Linked DNA regions of Hordeum vulgare: region 1 is linked to region 2. Evidence: chromatin contacts called from public Hi-C data. All regions are on one chromosome and are shown on one strand. The core of a region is the stretch at or near the end of the contact, and the rest is flanking DNA. Distances in the headings are between cores, read along the strand shown. Region 1 holds the start of LOC123449366 (alpha-L-fucosidase 2-like). Region 2 holds the start of LOC123449362 (vesicle transport protein GOT1-like).

Region 1 (7,262 bases), core at 4,463-6,962, 620 kb before region 2:
GTCAAGAAAACATATCATTACATCAAGTTCCCATGAAATGCAAGGTTCCAAACTATACTATAAATCCATTTGGAAAACCTAAACTGAATAAAATAAAATCTAATAATATGTTTAAACACGTCGTAGAATTTGTCAAGAATCTAATACACACAAACCATTAGATAGATATGTCCAAATGATTCATCAAGAAGATGCACAAAGTTGCAATTCTTTATCCTTGAGTGATCAAGGGCAAGTGCCTCTCAAACTTCAAATTTTGTATTCACATTTACGTTGTTGCATTAATAGTCAATACTCAATAGCCGATACTCGGTGACACTAAGAATGAAGTGAGGAAAGACCCTATCATCTAGATATGCTTGTATTGTTGTGGAGTAAGTGGTGTCGTGGTACTGTAGCATGCAGTATCACGTGGAAATCAGATATTTGAATAACTAATCGCCTTGTTAGATTGGTCTGTTTCCATCCTGATATATTCCATGTAGTAGCGACTGTCGACAGAACGATCTTTGTATTGATATTGGGCCAAAGGGACAGATTATAGACATGTACATATGCAATCAAAATCCTATAGAAAGAAGAAACTGCACAGCTAACTATTGCCCCTTGTGCAAACTGGCAGGCCCCAGGCTTCTAGTAGCATCACTGATACTCCTACGTTGTCAGGCCTCAGTGATGCTGCTAGGAGTAGGATCCAAGGCTATGGGCCATGGCCACAAGAAATAGTATTCATAAAAGTTCAATGCACTAGAAAGTAGAAACATGTTGGAATGCTCAGGAGTATATAGGGTAGAGAACACACAGTTTCCAGAGACGCTCTTTTATGAAAGCAGACTTACTTTTGCCGTCTTAGCCCCATTGACCGAAAGGGATCTAATGAAGTCGAATAGTGGGTCTTGGCATTCACTAAGGTTGCAAGGAAGTGATGGCCAGTAATTCATTTGTAGATTTATATTTGGATGGGGAGCTGCACTGGAAAGTGAAAGGAATGACATATTGTTATCAAACTTGGACTGCCAGAAAATAGTGTAAATAGGACTATCATCAATGTACTCTCAAATAACTTACATTACAAACATTAATGTATTTGCTGCAGAAAATTCAGCATTAAGTTGCTATAAATGGCAAGAGAAACAAGTATTACCCACAACAAAATTTACTTGAATAAAAGATGGATAACCCCTTTAGTAGATTATTGTTCAGAACGCACCAGAAATTAAGGGAAAATATATTAAATTATCATCTTACTCAAAATTCAAGTTACATTATTTATATAAAGAATCCCAAAACCTATATTTGAGAAATTAATGCGGGAAATTAAAAAAAATTGTGGCTTTCTTCACATGTATTCACTGTTTTGTCATGCTGTGTCAAAGGAAAAAAATAGCGCGCTATTTGAAATAGCGCAACCTTCAAAAAAACGCTATGAAGGAAATAGCGTGCTAATAGCGCGCTATTTTGCAAAATAGCGTGTCACAAAACATTGTTCAGATTTCAGCATATAGCAACACAAATGACAGATTTCAGCAGCTAAAACCAAGGCTAAACCATTGCTCAGATAGCAAAGCATGGTCCAGATATAGGCATATAGCATTGTTCAGAGTTCAATAGTTCATACATCGAGATTTCAGACAAACAAAGTAGACAGATAAATTAAACAGCCAACAAGCAAGGTCCAGAATAGCAGAAATAAGGACTTAGGACTTTAGGAGCCAGCCAACAGCAATGCATAAGCTCAATCAGAATCAGATGAACTCGCTGCCATGGCATCATCATCCGAATCAGAAGAAGAACCCGCAGATTGCAGCTCATCATCACGTCGATAGTGGGCTGATGAAAAATTCGTCTGAAAAAATAGCGCCGCGCCGAAAAAATAGCGCCGATACGCGCTATAGCGCGAAATTGCCGTATTTAGCGCGAATAGCGCAGTAGCGAGTGAAATATGCATAGCGTAGCGTTTAGTTTTCAAATACGCTATTAGCGCGCTATAGCGGCGTTTTAGCGCGCTATTTTTTTCTTTGGCTGTGTCAATCCATGTGCCTAATATAACATAAAAATAATGGGAATATCAGCGTTAACCAATATGGTTGTTTGGTAACTGATTATCCAATGTGTTTAAGGGAATGAGCATGCATGTACTCCCTCCGTTCCTAAATATAAGTCTTTTAAGCGATTTCACTATGTGTCTACATACGGAGCAAAATGATTGAATGTACACTCTAAAATATGTCTATATACATCCGTATGTGGTCCACTAGTGAAATCTCTACAAAGACTTATATTTAGGAACGGAGGGAGTATGTATTAACACCAACTGGATACACAAAATGTTGGCCTCAATTACTTCTGTGTCTTTGCATCGGACAGGTCAAATGTGTGTTACTTTAGCAAGTAATAGGATCACAATGTGTGTACACGAGAATCCTTAATTAATCTACAGAAAAATGAATACAGCTTTAAACCTTAAAACTGAAGCCAAAGACCAGCCTCTTCAGTTCAAAAGAAAAGCCTAGTCTTAACTTGTAAAATGTGCAAGTTAGATTAACTTCTACATGATAGTTTTAAAACATATTAAGAGAAAGGGCCACTTGTCATGTTTGCCCCTTATATTTTCCTCATTTTGATGCAGAAGAGCTACAAATTGTTATGAGACTTTTCAATCTTCTAAAATTTATTGCTTGCCATAGCAAAAATCATCATGTAACACTGGACTGCATGCAAGGACAATCCATTTCACAGAGTTGATCGTTTGTGACCCCATTAGGATGTTATTTAAATGTCGTATGCTCTGAATACACAGGTTCTACAAAGTGTGGCTCAAAAGAACAGTTGCAGCCGTTTTTATATTTAATAGTCTAAAAAATAATACCCCAAGATATATAACTGGTATAAGCAACAAAACAAGACAAGATATGTTGTAAAAACATACCCCCATGGTGCATTAGTCTCGTTGTTCCATATTCCTTGCAGATTGGAAACCTGAGTTCCAGGCCTCGAACAAGAAATGAGTAGATAGCGCCCAAACTGAAACAGAAGTTCTACCAGAGAAGGATCTTCATCATGTCTAAAGCTTATAATTCTGTCCACAGTAGGCTTCTCTGAATTATTAAGCTCGTTTAACCTTGAGCAGTCAACCATCTGTACAGTGCAATCAGATACCGCAGTATCCTGAGAGATATTCTCAGGTAAGTGGGCCAAAGTGCTACCTCCAAGTACATCATTAGAGCTTCGTGAAAGTTGCAAGGACACGCGCTGGAAAAGACTCTGGTAATCATCCATGTGATAAGCTTTTAGCTGTGCATATGACATGCTCCTAGCCATATTTAATGTTGTGAATGCTGATGCCACTGGATCAAGTGTCGATTCAGTAGGCTTGACAAATGGCCCTTCAAATGAGGTTGCAGCAGCAAGGAGCAAAACTGCTGAGTCGGCACCATCAAGTTTCAGCATCTTATCATTTAATACTTGCACTTGGCCATTGGCACCACTCATCAGCAGGTAGAGAATTGCACAAAATCTCATTCCTGGAGGATGATCAGATGCATTGCCATCTCCCGCGGGCTTTTCTCCTGGGCAGCTACCCTCCATGATTATTTCATTTGCATCTGTTACACGAATCCGGTGATCTAGTGGTGTAGCTAAAGATACTGTACAGGAGACAGCTCCTGGTTTGTTTGCAGAGATTTTAGTCGCAATTACTTGATGTGGATTTGAGGAGAAGTGTTCCCTTGAGTACACTACTTCCCCAACACTGTATGTGACATTAACTGTCGCAGATTCCAAATCAAGGTATCTTGTATAATTTGTATACTTGATATGCTCACCAAAGGCAAGATCAATATCACCGAGAGGCTGGTAACTCTACAGTTAAAACATAAGCAATGTTTCAACGTCGATATGGCAGCACAACTCTTCCATCAACCTAAAATAAAGTGTGTACCTGCGTCTCGTCACCAGACAGACCATAAGCAACAGCTGTAGCTTCAGGATACAGTCCCTTGTCAACAAGGCTCCTTACTTCAGAAAGAACAGTAGGTGCTTTGGGGTTTGTATAATTACCAGGTCCGCCCGTCCATAATGTATCATCTGCATCAACAGTTTTGATATGAAGCAATAAACTCTACAAAAATAAACAGATAAGTAATTTTGAAAGAAGGCCAATATGGGTGGATGTATGCAAAAGGAGACAAAAAGGACTGATATCCTTCAAACAGTAACAGAAGAATGAAAGAAAAGCTTCCTATTACCAGATCATCAATTCAGGGAAGTGGTACAAAATGATCTCATTGTACTTTTGCAGAACACACGCAAGATCAATAAATATGATCCCTACCATTTTATTTATAAAGTGTAAAGACAAATCCTGGTGTGATGGATCTGTGAAACCATGCACACATTCGGGCAGTGTAGTCAGAACTTCAAATCATACTACAGTGATGATGGATTCAAATAGAAAAATACCCACATGTGGCCTTTTTCCCATTTCATTTTGATATGCATATACCTATTCAGTTCAAACATATAGTCTACCAGAACCTATATCCACCAGAGACCAGACCACCAGTGATGTAATGATGTGAAAGAGATTAGTATTTATCAATATATCTTACATAGAACACAACACAGAAGATAGATACGTGGCTGCATCTTTCACCAGGGGGGGAAGGATCCCATCTGAATATTTTTTATCAAAGACAGTCCTTAAAAAAGATTACAAGGACAGGCTGAGGCCTGTCACCACTCACAAGCCTTGAAAGCTTTATGATGTGTTATACTTTTACTTCGTCACTGTACTTCGTAGTTTGTGGAGTGCATTCACTGACATCTCCATCAACCGGTCGAGAAAATGCTTGTGTTGGACACGCTCCCGCCATCAATTTCCCCTCATCTAACAACACACTGAAGCAACCATGGTCCATTCGTTAAATTTCTGTCCGTTAAATTTCAGCCATTTCGTTTTCTGTCTCAAGCGTGCTCTCACTGATGGCATGAGCATGACCGCGCGTGGGAGGAGGTAATGTGAGTAGGAAAAGCTGCGCAGGTTGGCACTGTAGTGAACATACATTTGTTTTAAAATCGAAATTTTTTCAAGATATCATAGTTTTAAAATCGAGGCTCTAAATCATCATCTGCTAAGAGCGTTTTGATTGCTGTGGTGCTTCTGGGTGAATTCGATTCCCGGGCTGGAACGAAGCGCTTCTTTCCCGACCACAAACCCCAAGAAGATTTTAACTGAATTTGGGGATAATATTATGGCAGAGTGATTAAACCTTCAGAAGAGGGGGAAGGAGGGGCTGTTAATTACGGTTGAGCTGGAGCTTCTCGGAGGTGACGCCGCCCCAGACCAAGGCGCCGAGACGGCCGTTCCCGATCGGCGCCGCGTCGGTGAAGTACCTCGCCGGGGACGCGAACACCACCTTCAGAGGCCGCGCCTCCTCGGCCGGCCACCCAGCCGCCGCAGCCGCAGCTTCCGCTTCCTGCGGTCGGCGCACCCAGATCCACTCGCCGCCGGCGTCGCGGTCGCTGCCGCCATCGCCGGCCATGGGGGAAAACAGCTGGCTCGGGAGGAACGAGGACTGTGACTGAGAGTAGCAAGTTGTGCAGCTGCAAGCAAGCGGTCACGGGACAGGCGACGCGGACATCGGATTTTGTATTGGAGTGTGCCACCAATCATCGTGGAGTGAAGGCAACTGCCGCGGATCTAGTAGTGCGCCATCAATCATCCTGGAGTAAGGGCACCTCCAACCGAAAAAGCACTGCATTAGCGAGCTTCACACAGCTCGGTATATATATATATATATGTGTGTGTGTATTCATAGTACACATGTATAAATTTTCACGAGCATATATGCTTTCATATAATGTATACAAAAAGGAAATATACAGATTAAAATGGGTTTTATCATTGTTCTATTTAGGCCAGATATTTATCTTTTTTATGTAGCAGGCAAATAGTTGAATTACCTAATGAAACTTTTTACATACTTACCTACCATGCGTATGTATATTTATATACAAAAAATTAATATTTTTTGAAGCATTTAAGTATTTCTTTTTGTAAAACAGACTTCATGGAGCCCGGTCTCTCCAACGCCACTCTTCTCCGGCTCCAACGCGGTTGAAAGCGAGAGCCGGTCATCCAACCATAATGAAGTAAAGGTAACTCCATAACGGTTGATAACGATAGCCAACCATTCAATTATTATGAAGTAAAGATAACTTCAAAGCGGTTGATAACGAGAGACGACCGTCCAACAAACTGTATCAAATATTCATACTATTCGCACTAGTTCAAATGAACAATTTAAAAAGATAGATGAAATTCAGTTTTTTTTGAAATTTTGATATATTTATAATTAAAAGGATCAAATTTAAAAAAGTGCAATAAATTGAATTTTTTTAAATTAAACCTAAATTAAATTAAGTGAGTTATGAAAGGTGACCTTGTAGGCATGTCCCCTGAGGCCGATGGCACCTTCGTCATCGTTCCCTCCGTCGATGTTGACATTGTTGTCCTTCCAACGATGGAAGGCCTCTGAGGGCCGCGGCAGCCCTTTGGGCCGCGACAATGCGTTCCCGACGCAGTTGCTCGGCTGCCTCCGTATGGTGCCTCACTGGGAATCGTCCATCTGGCGGTGACAGCTGATCGTGGACACACTCATGCAATGACATTGTGTGAAAACACATGGGACATTGTATGAGAGGGCATGGGCGGCGTGGTCAGACTCCTTTATCGCCACTTTGAGGAGTTGATCACCCATATGGCGCCGACGGTGGGCGGACATTTGCGATACACCTCCATCATATCTACCTTTCATACACTTTTGTTCTTGTTTTACCCCTAATTTGCATGATTTGACTGAAACTAACTCCGGGTCGACGTTGTGTAGACGTTGCTTTAAGTAGAACTACATTGGTGTTGTTTTTTGTGCAGAAATAAAAGGTTTTCAGATTTGCATGGAAGTTTACGAAGAATTGTTTTGGAATAAATAAATAAATGGAGCCAGATGTCACCGGAAAGGAGCCAGTGGGTGACCACATGAGCTGGTGGCATTGCCACCCCCTAGGTCGCGCCACCTAGGTATGCCCCCCACTGACCTCCGTATGACCTAACTCCAACGCTATAAATTCTGCCTTCCCAAGAAAAAGGTTGGAGAGAAACTTTTATCACGTTTTATGATATGGCCTCGCCTCCACCTCCCGTTCTTTGTTGGGAGCCCTAATATAGAGTCCGTTCATGGCTCGAGAGAGATGGATTCGTC
Region 2 (6,954 bases), core at 3,483-5,982:
TGATTGGAAACTCAAATGCATGTGTGGATACATAGACAACACACTGTCCCTAGTGAGCCTCTAGTTTACTAGCTCGTTGATCAAAGATGGTCAAGGTTTCATGGCCATAGACAAGTGTTGTCACTTGATAACGGGATCACATCATTAGGATAATGATGTGATGGACAACACCCAAACTATAATGTAGCATATGATCGTGTCAGTTTATTGCTACTATTTTCTGCATATCAATGTATCTGTTCCTATGACCATGAGATCATGCAACTCCCGGACACAGGAGGAATACCTTGTGTGTATCAAATGTCGCAACGTAACTGGGTGACTATAAGGTGCTCCTACAGGTAACTCCGAAGGTGTCTATTGGATTGGCGTGGATCAAGACTAGGATTTGTCACTCCGTTTGACGGAGAGGTATCTCGGGGCCCACTCGGTAATGCAACATCACAACAAGCCTTGCAAGGAATGTGACTAAAGAGTTAGTCGTGGGATCTAGTATTACGGAACGAGTAAAGAGACTTGCCGGTAACGAGATTGAACTAAGTATAGAGATACCGACGATAGAATCTCGGGCAAGTATCATACCGAAGGACAAAGGGAACATCATATGGGATTAACTGAATCCTTGACATAGAGGTTCAACCGATAAAGATCTTTGTAGAATATGTAGGAGCCAATATGGGCATCCAGGTCCCACTATTGGTTATTGACCGGAGAGTGTCTCGGGTCATGTCTGCATAGTTCTCGAACCCGCGGGGTCTGCACACTTAAGGTTCGGTGACGTTTCGGTATTATTGAGTTATGTATGTTGGTGACTGAAAGTTGTTCCGAGGCTCGGATTAGATCCCGGGCGTCACGAGGAGCTCCGGAATGGACCGGAGGTAAAGATTGATATATAGTTAAGTTGCATTTGGCTTCCGGAAAGTTTTCGGGCATTACTCGTAAAGTACCGGGAGTGACGAATGGGTTCCAGGGTTTTACCGGGAGGGGCCACCCACCCGGGAGAGAACCTAATAGGCCTAAAGGTGGTGCACCAGCCCTTAGTGGGTTGGTGTGGACAGCCCAATAAGGCTACTTCGGCCAAAGGTGCAAAAGGGAAAGAAAAGGAAAAGTGGATGGAGGAAACCAAGTAGGAAGGGAGTCCTCCACCAGACCGTATCGGAGGAGGACTCTCCTCCCTTGGCTCGGCCGAACCTCTCCTCTTGGAGGAGGAGGCAAGGCAGCCCTCCCTCCTATTCCTCCTATATATAGTGGAGGTTTGATGTCTACTACACAACCTTCTTCTTGTAGACTCGTGTTGGGCCTCCAAGCGCAGAGTTTTGTAAGACAATAGCAAGTTTCCCTTAAGTGGATGACCTAAGGTTTATCAATCCGTGGGAGGCATAGGATGAAGATGGTCTCTCTCAAGCAACCCTGCAATCAAATAACAAAGAGTCTCTTGTGTCCCCAACACACCCAATACAATGGTAAATTGTATTGGTGCACTAGTTCGGCGAAGAGATGGTGATACAAGTGTAATATGGATGGTAGATATAGGTTTTTGTAATCTGAAAATATAAAAGGCACCAAGGTAACAAATAGTAAACAACGGGCAAAACATTGTATAAATGATTGGGAACAAGGCCTAGGGTCCATACTTTCACTAGTGCAAGTTCTCTCAACAATATTAACATAGTTGAATCATATATAAATCCCTTGCATGTGACAAATAGTTCACTCCAAAGTCACAAATAGCGTAGAACAAACGAAGAAATTCTTGTAGGGTACGAAGCCACCTCAAAGTTATCTTTTCTGATCAATCTTATGAGCTATCCCTATAAGTGTCACGAACAGCCCTAGAGTTCGTACTAAAATAACACCTTAAGATACACATCAACCAAAACCCTAATGTCACCTAGATACTCCAATTTCACCACAAGTACCCATGGGCATGATTATACGATATGCATCACATAATTTGAGATTAATCATGTTCAATCCAACACAAAGAACTTCAAAGAGTGCCACAAAGTTTCTACCGGAAAGTCAAGACGAAAACATGTGCCAACCCCTATGCATAGATTCCCAAGGTCACGGAACCCGCAAGTTGATCACCAACACATACATCAAGTGTTCTCAAATCCTTAAAGACTCAATCCGATAAGAAAACTTCAAAGGGAAAACTCAATTCATCACAAGAACATAGAGAGGGGAAAACTCCATATGGTTCATCTATATTAATAAAGCTCGCGATACATCAAGATCGTGCCATCTCAAGAACACGAGAGAGAGAGAGAGAGAGAGAGATCAAACACATAACTACTGGTACATACCCTCAGCCTCGAGGGTGAACTACTCCCTACTAGTCATGGAGACCGCCGGGATGATGAAGATTGACTCCGGTGATGGTTTCCCCCTCCGGCAGGGTGCCGAAATGGGCTCCTGATTGCTTTTTCATGGCTCTGGAGGTTTGCGGCGGCAAAACTCGCGGTCTAGGTTTCTTTTTGGGTTTTTTGAATTTATAGGATTTTTTGCATCGTTTCACGCCAGGAAGGTTCCCGAGGAAGTCACAAGCCCGGGGGGCGCGACCTAGGGGGTGGCCGCGCCCAACAGGTTTGTGGCTTCCTCATCCACTTCCTGGCCGAGCTCTGGTGCTTCGGGGCTCTCTTTTGGTCCAAAAAAATCAACGTAAATTTTCAGCCCATTCTGAGAACTTTTATTTATGCACAAAAAACGGCACCATGGTAGTTGTGCTGAAAACAACATCAGTCCGGGTTAGTTCTAATAAAATCATACCAAAATCATATAGAATTATTGTAAACATGGCATGAATACTTCATAAATTATAGATACGCTCGAGACGTATCAAGGTTTTGAGGGCAAACTTCACCCGAGAAAACCACGTGTTGCCCTCTCCTCCATAGATCATCTCTTTCGTCTAGATTAGTTCGGCATAGCTTTGCGAAGCCCAGCTGGATCAGTTCACCACCACCACCACCACGCCTTCGTGCTGGAGAACTCATCTACATCTCCACCCCTCTTGCTGGATCTAGAAGGTCATGATCGTCATCGAGCCATACGTGTGCTGAACGCGGAGGTGCCGTCCGTTCGACACTACATCGGGATGGATCGTGATGGGATCGCAGGACGTATCGTGGTGAGATCGTGGGACGGGCTGCGATTTGGATCACAAAGATGTTCCACTACATCAACCACGTTATATACGCTTCCGCTTAGCGATCTACAAGGGTATGTAGATACACTCTCCCCTCTCATAGATGTTCATCACCATGGATAGGTCTTGCGTGTGCGTAGGAATTTTTTTGTTTCCCATGCAGCGTTCCCCAACATGTCATTGCAACAACATGGATGTTGATTGATTTATCCATGACTCAATGTCATTTGAGCATCTTTGGTTTTGTTTGATTGTGCATTTGCAAGGCTAAACTTCATACCTACTATGTTGCATATGATTTTGGATGTGACGAGCTAGTATGATGATGAACTATATGTATATATGATGATGAACTCGTGATAAACTTGATAATATTGGCCCTATGTTTTAATTTGCAGCCCCTCCCTCCTTCCCCTTCCCGAGCCACCATGCTCCTTTCACCATCCAACCAACGTCTAACCTTAGGATATTAGCATTGGGGGTGCCACATTGTGTAAGTTAATCTAAATATCAAATATTTCACACTGTGTTAGCGAGGATTGAAATGTGAATGATAAAAAACAATCGTAATTGATAATAAAAGTCCACGTGTGTCATCAAAGTTTACAAATTTTCCTTTATTTTTAAATATAATTTCTGGTACATTTCATGAGTTTGTCGTATGCAGGATTCATGATTTGTGCGAGAGAAAATTGTTTGGTGCTTTTTACCTATGGTGAAGTTTGGTCCATGAATTAGGTCTCATGCTATTGATGTTTGGATTGTGCGGACAACCAAATCACACACGAAGAAGCTGTTTTTTGTCAACTTTAATTTTCGTCTTTAATTGATCGATTCAAATATCCAAATAGGGTTTAATGTTGACAACGTTTTTGTAAACACAAAAAGTACAACAAACATTCTTGTTAATCAGAGGTATCATAATCTTACCGATGGAAAATGTCTACTCCCTCTATCCATATATAGGGCCGAATGCGTTTTTCGAAGCCAACTTTAATCATATGTTAGAGTAATAATATATGACATGCAAGTTACACAAAGCATATCTTCAAATTCCTACGTGAAAGGAGCTTTCAATAATATAACTTTCACATTATACATTTCATATACTATTAATCTTATCAATAGTCAAATGCAATCTCGAAAAATGCATTAGGTCCTATATATGGATGGAGGGAGTATATTATGTAGGGAAGAAACATAATGTAGTGCTATTGGTGCGTGTCCTATTTTGAAATTGCTCCGTTAAAGAGTGCTTAATAAAGGATTTAAGGACTTACATTTATAGATAAGTTGGCTTTTCTTATGTATTCCACATTATTTAGAGAAACCAATAGAATACTCCGGACGGCAGTTATTTCCGGGCGGAGAATGTACTATGCTATACGTTAAGCTTTAGCTCAGTTGGACATGATAGTAAATTTTAAGAGTTGAGAGGCGTCACGTACAAAATATCCGCACATTTTCCCATCCGCCCTGATACACCGTAGATTCTCCATCGGATGGTTCAAAACACCACAGTACACGTGTACACAAGGGCCAGAGTCACAGAAGTAAATCACATTCTTCCCGTTCTCCATCTCGGTATCTCCATTCCCGAACAGAAAAAAAGCACACAGGCGTAGAGCCCATCTCCGCAGGCCCGAGATCCCCGCCCCACTCCTCCGGACAACCGCCGCTGACTCGCCGGCCCCTCGCCGCCTTCCCCGTCGCCGGCGCTGCCTCTGCAGTACGGTTCGTCCTCTATTTCTCGCCCTACTCGGTCGCCTCCGCGTCTGTGATGCGTCCCCTCGATTAGGTGCCATCTGTGGCTTTGGGGTGGTGGCGATCTGCGATTCGGCACCGCGGCGGGGTCATTTGGGGGCTGTTCGTGTGTAGGTCTGGATTTTCTTGTCGAAATTCTGAGATTTCGTCCGCTCGATTTGAATTGGACCGGCGTTTCGCTTAGGCTAGTTCGTCTTAGTTTATCATACTACCCCCTTAGAAGTGTTTCCCGACGCCATCTTCCGGCGCAAAATTCCGTGCTGTTCCGTTTATTGGGTTAGTCTGTTTCATGTTCCTCGGGTTGCTGATCTGCACTGAGCCACCGAGATGCCATGTTGTCTCTAGATTTGAAACTTATGGCGATAGCTGATCCTGTTGACTTAGGGTTCTGTGCACTTCGGGAGCTCTGTTAAGTTTTACTGACGGTCCTGTTTCTTTTGCACAAAGTTTTGGCTAATATTTATATGTTTGCAGTTGCAGGACTTCGCGTGCTCTTCTCCACCGGTGCCGTCTAAGATGGTGTCCTTTGAGATGAATGATCTTAAGAGTATGGGCCTGGCACCATTCTTGTCAACTTGTCTTGTATGTTTCATTTGTTTCTGACTGTAACAATAATAACTTGCGCTAGGCACTAGAAGTTGAACTGATCTAGCTTTTCTTATCTGTTTCTGCTTCATGTGTTACCAAATTCCAACTATGCCACCAAATGATACAACTACTGCAAATTTACTTAGTCCCGGGCATTCTATTTCTTCTGAAGGCTAGCTTATTCATCATGCTTGTGGTACATAGTTTGCTGCTTTTCCAATCATCTAACTTGTTGTATTATCAGGCTGGAAGTGTCGGAACGTACCCTCTATGTCATATCTCCCAACAAATATTTATTAATATCCCAATCAGCTATGATATATCAGAGGTTTATTGTATTTCATTTCCAGAATTGTGTAGGTATGATATTAGATTGTGCATTACCCTGACCCTACCCTGGCAGTTTAGCACCATATAGCTACTTGCAACTGAGCTGGACCAGTATATGGAACTCTAGGACAGAATCATACCATTTGGGTCTGCCTTGTAGGAAGAGTGAAATTATAAGATGAGAGTTAGTGTAGATTTTTCCTTGGGGTAATGGTACTTGGATTATTTAGGAACAGTATTTTTATACCGAGCACTATACATGGTACCAGCTCCATGGTCTGTTCCAGCCTCCGATTGGCTACTGGTGACGCCATTGTTCTTGTTCGCTACAGGTGAATGATCTGCTGTCAGGATTTTTTAGCTGTGGGCAGCGCAACCCTTTAAATTCCAAGCATAGTAATTAGGATGTTTTCTGGTATTTTGACCCGTTGATGCTGTATGCTTGTTGCTTTAGTAACATTTTACAAGTACTGTTAGGTACAGTGTGTTATGTACTTTGCAGCTTAGACTACAATGTGTTCTTCTCACTCGATGATTAACGAGACATGCATTTTATGTTCATCAGAGATTGGGCTAGGTCTGACAGGCTTTGGAGTATTCTTCTCCTTCCTGGGAATCGTTTTCTTCTTTGACAAGGGCCTTATTGCTATGGGCAATGTAAGTTTCCTTTTCTCAATCTTCTCCTTGATCTTTTGAATAGCTGAATCAACTGGTATGCATATGGTTAACCTTTTCTCATGTATTCTTTCAGATACTCTTTCTGTCAGGTTTGGGTTTGACAATTGGTCTGAAATCAACTATGCAGTTCTTCACAAAGCCTAAGAATTACAAGGTTCGACTACCTCTAAATTGCTTTGCTTTTTCTCCATCAATATTTACATCATATAATTAACAGATGTAATGAACAGGGTACCATCTCATTTGGCGCAGGCTTTTTCCTGGTTCTCATTGGATGGCCTTTCTTTGGCATGCTCTTAGAGGCATATGGTTTTGTTGTACTCTTCAGGTTTGATTTTTTTTTTGTTTCTCGCTTGATTAAAACCTGCCATTTCATCTTTAGACAAAAACTGAAAAGGTTGTACGATCCTATGCTGACAGTTATCTGCAAAACCAATGCGTTC

What was found. A called contact is a pair of places that touch in the nucleus more often than the background predicts.
Region 1: a contact with region 2 is called in a Hi-C map of leaf, with 5 times the contacts expected there. The contact joins the promoter of LOC123449366 here to the promoter of LOC123449362 in region 2. A contact is called at or near these places in 2 of 6 Hi-C or Micro-C datasets (leaf and seedling).

What each region holds. Positions count from the first base shown.
Region 1 is chr4H:540,256,821-540,264,082 of MorexV3_pseudomolecules_assembly, reverse strand. LOC123449366 (alpha-L-fucosidase 2-like) reads right to left here and starts at 5,712. Exons shown (of 10, transcript XM_045126569.1): 1 at 5,306-5,712; 2 at 3,941-4,086; 3 at 2,930-3,861; 4 at 840-972. The coding sequence starts at 5,543.
Region 2 is chr4H:539,638,825-539,645,778 of MorexV3_pseudomolecules_assembly, reverse strand. It overlaps LOC123449362 (vesicle transport protein GOT1-like), which reads left to right and starts at 4,732. Exons shown (of 7, transcript XM_045126565.1): 1 at 4,732-4,880; 2 at 5,390-5,462; 3 at 6,399-6,490; 4 at 6,585-6,665; 5 at 6,742-6,839. The coding sequence starts at 5,432.